2 separate regions of the Danio rerio genome follow, and region 2 is linked to region 1. Evidence: chromatin contacts called from public Hi-C data. All regions are on one chromosome and are shown on one strand. The core of a region is the stretch at or near the end of the contact, and the rest is flanking DNA. Distances in the headings are between cores, read along the strand shown.

Region 1 (7,219 bases), core at 1,403-3,902:
TCTCTCTACAAATTCTGACAAATTTCCAATTGCAGAACTCACACGAAAGAAGCCAGGAAGCCAAACTATTTACTAAAACATCTCCAAAGGATCTCCATAGTTTCACACAACTGCTCAAAAAAGTCAACACTGACTAATTAAAAATCTAAAAGTGGCCCGGGATAACCTCGAAATGAATTGAAAACATAATCTGTAAGTGTGACTGGCCTCAAACGAACAGCCTTCTTACTTCTCTATAAAGGCTTAAACTATTTGTGCTGAGTTGTTCACTGTGTTGCATGCGGTTTTAAGTTGCACCTCTCAGTGGTATTGAAAGTGAAAAACCACAGCAGTCACAGTTATTGACTGCAAGCGTCAATAATGTTTGATCACACAACGTGGCTGAGCTCTTGTGCTGCGAGAGTACAACAGTCCAAACCAAACAAATTAAAAAAAGATAGAAATCATCTTTGCTCTGCATGTAAGAAAGCCACACAGAACATGAACCATGCGGAAATGTTAGGGGGGCAGAAGTCAGCTCTGCACTTTACACTTGCGTGTGATTGATGGCTGTGCTGGGTGAAAGCAAGTGGGTGACCTACATGAACTACCCTTAAAGGGATAGGTCACCCAGAAATTACATTTACAAAGGCTCATGTCTTTCCAATCTCGCTTGCCATACAATTTCTGTCAAGACATTTTGACAAATAGTAATACTTCTCACCTTCATGAAGTGAAAATGGATGGGGTTCAGAGACTACATGTCAAAAAGGGAAAAACAACACATGAAAATCATCATGATGGCAGCCCATTCGAGTTATGCGCTGTGTTCCTAGCCTTGCCATATTAGATAGATAGATAGATAGATAGATAGATAGATAGATAGATAGATAGATAGATAGATAGATAGATAGATAGATAGATAGATAGATAAATAGATAGATAGATAGATAGATAGATAGACTAAAACACTTCTTTCTGTATTCCTCAGAGGAAAAAGTTGAACAGATTTTAAATGAACGTACACGCATCCTCTTCCATTTTGTTGTAACGAATAAAATCCTTCAAACGATGTATTACTTTTTCATTCATCTTATTTTCAGTTCGCAAACAACTCTGCGAAACTTTTTGGTTTGAGTTTTCTAAGTCAAAAAGTTCCATTTTTCCCCACACAAGTATCTTTTGCTTGTTGAGTACTTTAAATGTTATTGAGGTAAAGTTGGTTTTACATTCGTACATTTGTTCATATTAACGGTCTCTACATTGCTTACCATTTGCTAATAACATTTTTCAGAAATTATAACATTAATATTAAGGAGAATGTCAGAATGTGTGAATATAAAATCAGCTTTACCTCATTCAGTAACTGCTGAAATACTATCACTGCTACTGCAAAGTTACGGTAACATTATATGAAAATCCTTCAGACTAGCTTTTTAAAGGTTTCTAGTTTACTTCTGACCCTTCACTTTAAGTTATAACAATACAAAATGTAGAAATAATTTGTTGTAGTAATAATAATAAAACCTTACACTAAATTTGTATTAATAATAATAAAAAATAAGGCAAAGTTCGCTTTATTTGCACATTCGTTGAGTGATAACTTGTAACATGCTCCTTAACGTATATATTTTTACCACGGTAACTTTGAATATTCGGTCTGAAATCGGATTTAAGTAACTTCAAAACAACATTAACACTATTTAATTCAGTGAACAATGCTGTACTTTGACTGTCATTGGCTGCTAATATGAATTCACTATTTTGAGTTTGTAAATAATATTTTCTGACATGATTTTTATTAAGAAGAAAGTCCGAATGTGGGAACATAAAACCAACTTTACATCAAAGTAAATGTTTATACTTTGTAAACATTGCCATGATAGTCAATGTAGACGCCTGTAGAACGTAAACAAAAACAACCTAAACTTTAAGTTTATTTTTTGATCACATACAACATTAATTATATCCACAAAAAAAGTAATGTTATAATGTTTTGTGCTTTAAACTCAAAGTTATCACCAGATGACCGCTCAAACTCTGACCGATGATCAACTCGCCACGTCAATCAGCGACGCGCATGCTTCAATTGTGTGAACTATATAGCTAAAGACACAGGACTAGCAGAATAGCAGGTTAAACATACATAAAGACAGTTTTGAAATTTCTGAAAGATTAAACAGCACAGACAGTAACTTCGACTGACTTTGTTAGCGCAGTTGCGGTATTAATGTAAGGCAGAATGACAAACGTGCGTGTCACATTAACACGAAGCGACGTGTGTTTATTGTTTATCAGCACCGCTGTATATCAACAGGAACAATACGTCATAGATAAATGCTAATAATAATCCTAATAATAATAATTAACATGACTGAGCAGATACAAAATTGCAAAATGGAAAAGTTTTGCTTACCAGCGTACAAAACCTAACCAAAGTTACTCAATCCAGAAGTTTATAGAAGTTCAATCAAATGAGAAAACACATGAAATGTGAATATGAGTACATGAAATGACTGCATGCAAAATTCCACAACCTACCAAATAAAAAAAACGAGTGAACCAAGTGGGTTATTCCGCTCGTTCGATGAAGCTTTGGTTGTCTATTTATGAACTCCTGTCTTTTATTACGAGCCGCGCGCGTCGGTGCTTCCTCTCGCGTTGTCCGTGCACACTCCTATTCCCGTTTCTTAATTCCTTTAAAATTCGCAAGTGTTTTCTTCTCAATTTCGAGACAAGTTCAGTCTGCGAGCCTTGAAACAGCTGCACAAAAGACCCGACTTCGCGGATCGGGTTTCGTATTTACGACCCTTCTGGTCAGTTTACGTTACTGGTTACTAGGTGATCGTGTTGTAACTCCACCCCCGATCCCTAGAGCGTCTCTGCTCGTGTCCTCGTGAAGTACGTGCATCCTAAAGGTCTAGTAGCCAACAGGATAAAAGCTGAAGAAGGCATATAATGAGAGTGCAGCTGCTGCTTTTGACCACTCTTTATAGGTGAATGAAAAAACCAGTGAGTATCCATTCAGCTGAACTCACGTATTCTCACTTTCATACAGTTTAGGTTGAAGTTACACGAGCTTGCTCTCCTGTTAGTCTGACGCTTTTCCCATTCAGTTATTTTAAGTTCCTGTGAGGGACTGGTGCATTTACTAACGTGTCCACACGAAGAAATCAAACAAGTTACATAATTTACTAATATTCCATCATATTTTTGCATTATTTTCACCATTTATGTGTTGACTCTTGGTAAATATATAAAAAATATGGCTAGAATAATTTATATAATGTATAAAAATGTGGTTTTAGGTAACCTCATGTGAGACTTAATTAAAGTGTAATGCTGACGGAGGAAAATCGTCTTAAATAGCATTTTTGTCGTCTTTGGAAATGATGAAATGAAAATCTAAACCCACGAATCGCTTCTCGTCACAAAATAATAATAATAATACTCTGGCGACATCTAGTGGTACGACTTCATTTTACCAATAAGTTGATGTACATGGAGTCTCTAAAACGAAATGATCATTTAAATGGATTAAAATAAATGATAATTTTGTGTGGAATCTTTTTACAGAACTAGATTTTTCCTATTTATTTTATGTATGTATGTATGTATGTATGTATGTATGTATGTATGTATGTATGTATGTATGTATGTATGTATAGGATGATGATAATTATTATTATTATTATTATTTATAAGTACTTATGACATCTTTTGCCAGACTCAAATCTTTCTAAATAATAATAATAATAATAAGATTAATAATAATAATAATAATCATCATCATCATTAATGTTATGTATAACTGACACCAGTTGCAAGACTCAGATTTTTCTAATTAATAATAATATCAATAATATTAAAATAACAACAACAACAACAACAGTAATAATAGGTGACGCGGTGGCGGAGTAGCCTCGGCTGGGTCAGTTGGCGTTTCTGTGTGGAGTTTGCATGTTCTCCCTGCGTTCGTGTGGGTTTCCCCTGGGTGCTCCGGTTTCCCCCACAGTCCAAAGACACGTGGTACATTCACGTGGATTCTGTGTGGACATGTGGATTATTCATTCATTCATTTTCTTGTCGGCTTAGTCCCTTTATTAATCTGGGGTCGCCACAGCGGAATGAACCGCCAACTTATCCAGCAAGTTTTTACGCAGCGGATGCCCTTCCAGCCGCACCCATCTCTGGGAAAGACCCAAAATTAATAAAGGACTAGATTGTAAAAAAAAAATAAATAAATAAAAATGAATGAATGAATGAATGAACAAATGCACAACAACAACAACACAATAATAATAATAATAATAATAATAATAATAATAATAATTGATGTTATGTGTTACCGTGACACCAGTTGCAAGACTCAGATCTTTCTAAATAATAATAACTATAATATTAAAATGATAATAATAATAATAATAATAATAATAATAATAATAATAATAATAACAACAACAACAATCGTCACAATAATATTGAAATAATAATAATGATAATAATAATTCTAATTATTATCATTATTATATTTGTTGTTGTTATTATTGTTTTAGTATTATTCTTATTATAAGTATAACTGAGACACCAATTGCAAGACTCAGATCTTTCTAAATAATAAAAATAATAATAAAATGATAATAATAATAATAATAATAATAATAAATAGTAATAATAAAAATAATAATAACTATAATTATAATAATAATAATAATAATAATAATAATAATTATTATTATTATTATTATGTATAACTGAGACACCAGTTGCAAGACTCAGATCTTCATTTAATTTTATTTTCTTTGTCTTAGTCTTTAGACTTTATTAATCTCGGGTCGCCACATTGGAATGAACCGCCTACTCATCATCTTTCTAAATAATAATAATAACAATGATTTTAAAATAATAATAACACAGTAATAATAATATTAATTATTATTATTACTATGTTATTATTATTTTTATATCATTGTTTAATAATCATTGTTAAATAATATTATCACATTATTATTATTATTTTTATTATTATTATTATTATTATTATTATTATTATTATTGTAACTATTATTTTTTTATATTACTATTATTATTATTATTATTATTATTATTATTATTATTAGATAAATTAGGAGACTTGTTTTACTGCATTTCAAGTTTGAGGAAACAAAAAAAATACATCTGGTAAAAAATTAAAATAGTTTAACTTTGTCTAACTGTGTCATGTAAAATATAAAATATTATTTCTTTTATCAATCGTGATTCTACAACTAGTTCCATAGATACATATATTTATACCATCAACTGGCAAGTTAATATTCTTAATTAATGAATTATCTTAATTTATCTTGGCATTTAGTATCTTAATTATTTTTCTCAAATTGTATACAGTAACACCCCTTCACTAACTAATTTCTAATAACTGATAGATTTTATCTTTGCCATGATGACAGTATATAATATTTTATTCAATATTTTATAAAAAATTGCTGAAGATAATGCCATTGTGAAAGATACACCTGCCTAAATCTCACGATTTAAAACTTTACACAGTAATCTTAAAGGACATTATCTCTGACTGAGCTCTAACTAAGTTCTCGAGGCCATTTGCTGAGTCTCTATGGCCACGACCCAATCAGTGTCATTAGCCTGATGTTCCAGATGAGCAGAGACAAGAATGATAAGAATATCATCCCATTACCGGGGCCATTAAGAGAGCCAGAGGAGGGAGAAGATCCATGCCGTCTGCAGTCAAATTTCATTCACCACTAGCGAACAGAGATAATTTGTCGACAGAAAAGACAAACCACTCATATGAACAACCAGGGGGGACACACACAGTCACCTCACACACACATACACACTCACAGAGCTTAAACTCATTATCCTGGATGACTTTGACTGTTAAGTAGCTGATCCAATGTTTTATTTGTAGACCATCTGCATCTTAACAGATTTTTAGGCTGTTTGAAGACAAAAAAAAAAAAAAAACGCAAAGTTGAAGTCAAAATGATTAGCCCTCCTGTGATTTATTTTATTTTATTTTTCAAATATATTTCCCAAATGATGATTAACAGAGCAATTGTTTTTTCACTGTATTTCCTATGATATTTTTTTTCTTCTAAAGAAAGTATTATTTGTTTTATTTTGGCTAGAATAAATGCTGTTTTTAATTTTCTTTAAACCATTTTAAATTCAATGTTGATCCTGGACCATCATCATTTAAATACAGCGTAAATTCACTATTGTTGATCCTGGACCATCATCATCATCATCATCATTTAAATAAAAGAAAGAAAGAAAGAGAAAGAAAGAAAGAAAGAAAGAAAGAAAGAAAGAAAGAAAGAAAGAAAGAAAGAAAGAAAGAAAGAAAGAAAGAAAGAAAGAAAGAAAGAAAGAAAATACACTATTGTTGATCCTGGACCATCATCATCATTTAAATACAGTGTAAATTCACTAATGTTGATCCTAAACCATCATCGTTTAAATACAGTGTAAATTCACTATTGTTGATCCTGGACCATCATCATCATTTAAATACAGTGTACAGATGTTACTACTTCAATGTGTTCCTTGTACCGCCATTCATGCCGCGGCGACGGCGGTACTTGATGCGCCAGCAGCATTTGACCGCTGGGTGGCACATTAACCACAGATATTCAGCTTTGCCTTTTCACAATGCTAAACAGACTGTTCTGTAGGCGTAGCTTACTGTATGTGATGTGATGTGTTCAATTAAAATATAATTTTAATTTAGTTTTTCTGGTAATAGACATGCTCTTACACTATACTATGCTGTAGAAAAGATACATGGTGAGAAGTCAAAAAGCAAATATAAGAATTAAGTTATTAGCCTTCAGTGCCCGATTAAATTGCGTTGGGGTGAAAATAATGTTTTGATTTCTTTGACTATCATGGCAATGTTATAATCTCAAATCTTAAACGTGCGCATATGAAAAACAGCAAAATAATATAGATTATCCTGCCGGTAGAGCACATCACCTCACAGTTGTGAACTTGCGATCACCTCAACTTACATTTAATTTTTTTTTTACCTGGTTTATTGTAAACTTATTAAGTGCAAAGAGGATTCGTTTTGGAAAATAGAATTGAAGAAATGAAAGACAACTAAAATGAAAGCACAAACATTCAGTACAAATAATTAGTCTTAAATAAATAAATAAATAAATAAATAAAGCAGTCTTTTAGTCTAAATATAGAGAGATGTAGTGTTTGCTATTTT
Region 2 (7,219 bases), core at 1,636-4,135, 390 kb before region 1:
AGAGATGCGATAGCATCATTTAAAAAAATGGGCAATGTAGAAGTTTATCTATTACATTACAACTTAGTGTGACAATTTAATATACCTTGGTGGGCCACCCATGCCTCCCATTACAGCTGAAAAAGCTGTTGCACAAAAGAAAGCATGAACTTATTAGATCAGCGAACAACTTAATTATATCGCTTAATTGGTTATTTTATTTAAGTGCACATTTAAAAGGTAATAAGCTATGCCTGGAAAACAATAACAATGCTTACGATCACTTGGTGGAACTTTCTTTGTTTCTGGTTGATCTGTAAAAGAAAAAAATTATTTATAACAAAATATTATAGTCGCAAAAAAAAGAAGTCCATCCTGTAGACCCTTGTCATTTTACTATGTTTGTGTATAATTGTATTATTAACAGAATTTGAAATGTGAGATTAAAAACAAAAACGCAATCAGTCAAAAGGAATAAGCATGAGTTAAAAGTGAAATTAGAAAAAAATAAAATAATTAAATAATAGTAACTTTATACAAATTGGGCACAATGAATAATAATTACGTGCGTGTATTTGTAGAAAAATAAGCATTCAAGTGAGTACATTTTCATTTTTGCACAGAACATTTGGAAGGATGCATAAGCATGCGTTTACTAATAAATCTGCTTGCTTTTGAACATTAAATCCCATTTATCATTATCATACTCCATAAATATGCTAACTTTGAAATGTGTAACCTGCCTAGTCACATTAGACACTTAAATTTTAAAGATTATTTTACTAACAAATAATTTAGTTAATCATTTAATCCATCATCCAACAACATTATTTCCATGAACTTACCTCCATCTTCAAGGGGCCTCTTCTGTCCTCCATAACCAAAGTCATTGGAAACTGGAGAGGGCGGTACCCCATCACCTCCTATTTTTGCAGCGATCTATAAAAAAACAACAACATTATGAATTACAGAGTTAAAACGAGTTTTAGAAAATGAGATCTAGGCATAAGACTATAACTGTTTTCAAGGTATATTGCAGTTCGGAAAAAAACGCCAAAAATATCTGGTTCATGTATGGTATCATGGGATATCGTATTACTACTTGGCTCGCATACTATATAGAATGGAAGTATGTGATTTCGGACATAATCATTGCGTTCAAATCAAACAAAAAGTTATTTTTAGTTTTATACGCAGACATTTAAAAAGAAAATATTCTAGAGCAGTAATCACAATACTGTCAAACTGTAATATTTTAATTCAAGGTTATCTTACTGTTACAATCCTATACCGGCACATCCCTAATGTGATCACAACAATTTGACTACGCTGCAGCCTTTACGTATAGCAATAGTTTAAAAATAATAAATTGCAAATGGCGCACAATAAGTTGAAGAATTTTTTTTAACATACCTCCACTTACACATTTACATGTTTATTATAGCAAAAAAAAATTCTAAAGTTGAAAAGGGGTCATTTATTTTTTAGATTAGTCACTACATTTAGGCCTTACAAGAAGATTGTAGCAAAGTATCGGTTTGATTATGTTTTAGTAAGAGAGATACACGGTCATTCTACATGGACTAATAATAGGGACTATAGGCATGGGACAATAACAGTTTTCAAGGTATACAGCGGTTTGGAAAAGTGAAGGTTTTAAAACTTCCTGTAATGCCGTTCCTAAAGTACGAGTAAGATTTTTTTTAAATTTAACTTTTTTTTTTTTGCTTTTTAGGACAACAGTATCATATACATCCAATGATGACATTTTAAATTGTAAATTAATCTGTGTTTTTGAAACTAATGAAAATGGCAGATGTCAATGATTCATTTAAATTATTTAGCCATACATGTTTACTGATCCAAAATATTACAAATCTGTCAAAAAAAATATTGTTTTCAAAGTGGGGAAAAAAGTATATATTTTTTTTAATCCAGAGATTTAAAAAGGAATATATTTTAGTGTTGTATCACAACACCGTGATATGTTTATCCAAGGTTATCATATCGTTAGAATCTTATACCGGGACATATCCTTTTAGAAAAAAAAAATGTTCGCACTCCATTTAAGATGCCCTCGTCTATTTTTAATATCAAGAACCACAATGGAAAACAGTGGGTTGTTGTGTGTTTTATCTTCGACGGTTTTAGAAACGTCTTAACAAACTTTATGTATCATTCTTAAATTTCGTCAAATAAAACAATCAAACCTCTTTAATATAACTGGACAATGAATCTTTATTGATTCTACACAAAACTAACGTTAGGTAACACTCGTACACCCAAATCCCCTCCAACAATAAAAAAGGAATTAGGCTTAATTCATATAACAGAATAAAATTAAACAAATAAAAACATATACATAGCACACCAAAACACTTATCACATATTTTGAAGCCTAACGCAAGCGTCTCGACTTTGTTTCCGAGTACATGTTTGTGCGTAACGTTAACAGCCACGGTTCGCGTAAACAACTAATATTTAGAAGTTATAACTAACCGTTTACTCTTAATATTATATTAAGGTGTACTAAATAATCTTATTACTTGCAAAACGACCATGTACTTCAGCTAAACTCAAAACAAATACGAGGGTAAATAAAAACAGAAAACGCGCACTACCGAAAGCTCTTTGTTGCAACGAGGCCGCAAATTAGCACGTCAGCTAACGAGTTAAGCTACACTTTCGTTTTGAATAACCAAACGCGAAAATAAGAACTAACGTTATTCGGACTCTTTTGAAGAACTCACCTGTCTGGCCCTCTGAAGAGCATCTTTAAATGCGTCGTTCATCCCTCCACCGGCGTTCGAAGACGGCGGAGCCACGTTAGAGTAGTCGGCCATGTCTGCACGAACAGTCTTCTCGAGCTGAAGGAAGATGGCTGTTACGTGCGAGAATGAGGAAAAGGGGGCTGACTGCAGCGGCCTTGATCATACTCCCACTTCCGGTCGGCAGAAATCAAATAAAAGTCCTTCCTTCGAATTGCACATCTTTTTTTGTAAACCACACTAAAATAGCATATTTGACAAAGCTGTCTTTATCATTTTGATTAAATAAACATTAAATGTGCGTCCGTATGTGGTGAATTTGGTGTTATGTTCGCACAATTAGAGTTTATCTTTAATCAGAAAAAGTGTTGTTTTCAAATTCATTCATTCGTTTTCCTTTGGGGTTGTCCCTTATTTATCAGGGGTCACCACAGCGTAATGAACTGCAAACTATTCCAGCAAAATGTTTTATGAGTTACCTTAACTTTTTGGGATTTACAGTGCAGATACAACAACTCAACACAACACAACACAACACACACAGCATAGTGTTTTTTTATGTAATTCCCTGTTACATGTAAAAAATATAATTTATTGTTTATTATAAAAGCACCAAATCTAATCAAACATGGTAATTTGTTTGTTTGTTTCAACAAACAGCAGAACCTAATCATCTAATGCTATTTTGTGGCACTGTTTTAAAAAAACGGTTATTCGTCATTTAGGAAGTGGGAATTTAGTGGTTGAAATGCTTAGGCTATGAGCAAAACATATACACTTCAAAAAATAAAAACAACAACAACAATAATAATAATAGGCAGTAATAGTGTTGAAGAAATAGTTTTAACTGATCACCAAAACTCATTTATATTTGTTAACCATGAGTAGTCCAACTAAAAAGTGGGTCAATTGCTTAACCACAAACTTCAGGTGGGGGTGGTGGTGGTTCAGATCGGTGAGAAAAACACTTCTGTATTCATCAGTGCCACTGCCGCAGTCTCTCACTGGTACGTAAAGTGTAATCTTTAAACCATGTAATTTTAAATCATGTTAAATTGTGAATTTATTATGATTTTTTTTACCATTAATGATCTATAAATACATATGTAAAAAAAAGATTTCCTGTTTTTTATGTCCAATTCCTGTCATTTGTTTGGTTGTTTGTTTGCTATTTGTTTTTTGTTTTTTCCAGATCATTGATATGGATTCGTCAGGTAAGCTGTTTTGTTTTACTAAACAAATCTGTAGATTATCTTAATAAAAAAATAAGTGTACTTTATCATTTTTGTATAAAGTGTTTTTAAATATTTAATACAGAAATAATATAGTTTAAAAGAACCTTCCTATATGCGTATAGACTTTTGTTAGTAATTTGCATTGCTAACCACTAAATTCAAACAAATTTAAAGGCAATTTTATCGCTTAATTTTGAACCCTCAGATTTTCAAATAGTTTTATCTCCACCAAATATTTTGCTATCCACAATTATAAATCTTAAAGGTTATATCAATCCTAATTTCCATAATAAAATTGACACAACTGATTTTGAGGTCCAGGGTGATATCTATCAGCATGAAAAGGTGTGTTAGAAATGTGTATTAGAAGTTTAAAGTGTTGACATGAAGGTGTGTAAGAGGGAAGAAATATTCATTGTGTAATGTTGCCAGAAACATGTCTGTCTCCATTAGAGGTCACCGCAATGCTGTCTTCCCCAAATCCATATCACTATCCTTCTCAGCTGGAAGGCTTGACCAGGGTCAGATAAGAGATGTTTTTTTTCTAAGTGTAATGTTCACCATTACTGTCTCTAAGTAAGTTGCATTAATTTCGGATTAGTGTTGTTTTCTTAAATTGTATTATTATTTAGATTGAGCGGTTGTTTGTCTTCAGAGACCATCCTGAATGTATTGAAGGTATTTGTTCTTGAATAAAATATCAAGATAATCATGATCAACATATTCTACCCTTAATAGGTTTAACATTTTTAAATGTCTTTAAGTTTGCTGTGAAGTGCAGCCTAACCGCAGTTATTCAGTGAAGGATGACAGTGGGAACAAAGTCTTTAGTGTCACAGAGGCCGATGACTGCTGTGGCAGCCAATACGCTGAACGTTTCTTCGTTATGAATGTTACTGACAACTTAAACCGTGAGGTCATCAGACTGGTGCACCCGTCTGTTTGCACCCGCTGCAGCAGCCATGAGGTATGCCTGTTATCACTTTATTAGCTCTTATGCTGTGCTGTATATGACATGGTGTATGTATATTTCAGCTGGAGGTTCAGTCTCCACCAGGAACTCCCATTGGTTACGTTCGTCAAAACTGGCACATTCTCTTACCCAAATTCACAGTTGAGAATGAACGAGGTGAACCCGAATTTAAGATCATGGGACCGTCTGTATTTTGGACCTGCTGCACGGATGTGAACTTTGAGGTGACACATTTTTTATGCTTCCTTCTGTGAATTGAAGATAGTTTCTGTAAATTTAAACGTGAACCCTTCATCGTATACTTATTGTAAAAGTACACTGTTAACGTTTTTGTAAATTTCACAGTATTTAACTATACTATGAACCGTATTTTACTGTACTGGACAGTTACTGTATTTTGAAGTTGCATTGTCAAACTTACTGTACACTGTAAAACCCAAAATGTTTTGCCATTTGAGGAAACCCATTGCGGCGAGGCAGTGGCACAATAGGTAGTGCTGTCGCCTCACAGCAAGAAGGTCGCTGGGTCGCTGGTTCGAACCTCGGCTCAGTTGGCGTTTCTGTGTGGAGTTTGCATATTCTCCCTCCCTTCGCGTGGGTTTCCTCTGGGTGCTCCGGTTTCCCCCACAGTCCAAAGACATGTGGTACAAGTGAATTGGGTAGGCTAAATTGTCCGTAGTGTATGATTGTGTGTGTGAATGTGTGTGTGGATGTTTCCCAGAGATGGGTTGTGGCTGGAAGGGCATCTGCTTCGTAAAAACTTGTTGGATAAGTTGGCGGTTCATTCCGCTGTGGCGACCCCAGATTAATAAAGGGACTAAGCTGACAAGAAAATGAATGAATGAATGAGTGAATCCATTGCAACAAACCATTTAAGTCCAAAAACTAATACTAATGAGTACTGTTAGCTTAATCCATTTGAGTAAATTAAGCAATTTGAGCTCAGCAAAGCCCAATAAATGAAGAGAACTCAAACCAACTGAGTACTGTAAAACATAATAAGAGAACTCAAACCAACTGAGTACTGTTAAAGCCAATAAGTTAAGGCAACTCAAACCATTTGAGCAAACTGATTGCTACCAACCATTTAAGTAAAAAAAAAAATCTATATGAGTACTGTGAACTTACTCTATTTAAGTTGAAGCAATGAGGTATTTAATTAACACATTGCCTTCAACGCTGAGTTCAAAACTCTTTTCAAACTCTAATTCAAACACACCTTCTTATACATTTACATTTACTTTTAGTCATTTAGCAGACGCTTTTATCCAAAGCGACTTACAAATGAGGACAAGGAAGCAATTTACACAACTAAGAGCAACAATGAATAAGTACTAAAGGCAAGTTTCAGGTCTGTAAAGTCTAAGAAGGGAAGTATTAGTAGTATTAGTTTTTTTTTTTTTTGTACAGTTAGTGTGATATTCAAAGAGGCAATTGCAGATTAGGAAGTGAAGTGGAGACTAAATAGTTGAGTTTTTAGTCGTTTCTTGAAAGTAGCGAGTGACTCTGCTGTTCTGATGCAGGGATGTTAGGGAGTTCATTCCACCAACTGGGCAGATTGAACGTGAGCGTTCGCGAAAGTGATTTCTTCCCTCTTTGGGATGGAACCACGAGGCGACGTTCATTCAAAGAACGCAAGTTTCTGGAGGGCACATAGATCTGCAGAAGTGAGAGCAGATAAGAAGGAGCTAGGCCAGAAGTCACTTTGTAGGCAAACATCAGAGCTTTGAATTTGATGCGAGCAGCAACTGGCAGCCAGTGCAAACGGACTAGCAGCGGAGTGACATGTGCTCGTTTAGGTTCATTGAAGACAACTCGTGCTGCTGCATTCTGGAGCAGTTGAAGAGGCTTGATAGAGTTAGCTGGAAGCCCAGCTTGTAGATAGATGGTCATCTCCCAGCCTGACCAGCTAAGACCAGGCTGGAAATGGCTGGAAACCAGCCTGGAAGTGGCCAAAACCCCTCTAAAACCAGGCTGATCGACCAGCTAAAACCAGCCAACCAGCCTAGGCTGGTTTAAGCTAGATTTTTAGGCAGGGTGTAGATTCTACAGGATTGTTAACTGTGTAATTATGCTATTATACTATAATTGAGTATATTAGTAAGGGGCGCAGCAAGAAGGTCGCTGGTTCGAGTCCTGGCTGAGCTAGATGCCATTTCTGTGTGAAGTTTGCATTGTTCTCCCTGTGTTTGCGTGGGTTTTCTCTGGGTGCTCCGGTTTACACCACAGTTCAAACACACGTGCTACAGGTGAATTGGATTAAC

The links. Hi-C and Micro-C count contacts between places; a contact is called where the count stands out from the background.
Region 2: a contact with region 1 is called in a Hi-C map of hematopoietic stem cells, with 4 times the contacts expected there. The contact joins the promoter of fubp1 here to the promoter of dipk2aa in region 1. A contact is called at or near these places in 2 of 18 Hi-C or Micro-C datasets (caudal fin and hematopoietic stem cells) and 2 of 4 datasets of contacts at active chromatin or transcription factors (caudal fin and embryo).

Annotation. Positions count from the first base shown.
Region 1 is chr2:8,597,987-8,605,205 of GRCz12tu, reverse strand. It overlaps dipk2aa (divergent protein kinase domain 2Aa), which reads right to left and starts at 2,652. Exons shown (of 4, transcript NM_001007436.1): 1 at 2,521-2,652.
Region 2 is chr2:8,987,949-8,995,167 of GRCz12tu, reverse strand. It overlaps fubp1 (far upstream element (FUSE) binding protein 1), which reads right to left and starts at 2,885. Exons shown (of 19, transcript NM_213144.2): 1 at 2,730-2,885; 2 at 825-918; 3 at 258-293; 4 at 86-125. The coding sequence starts at 2,822. It overlaps si:ch211-71m22.3, which reads left to right and starts at 3,738. Exons shown (of 7, transcript NM_001128386.1): 1 at 3,738-3,961; 2 at 4,436-4,558; 3 at 4,638-4,660; 4 at 4,747-4,949; 5 at 5,018-5,179. The coding sequence starts at 4,536.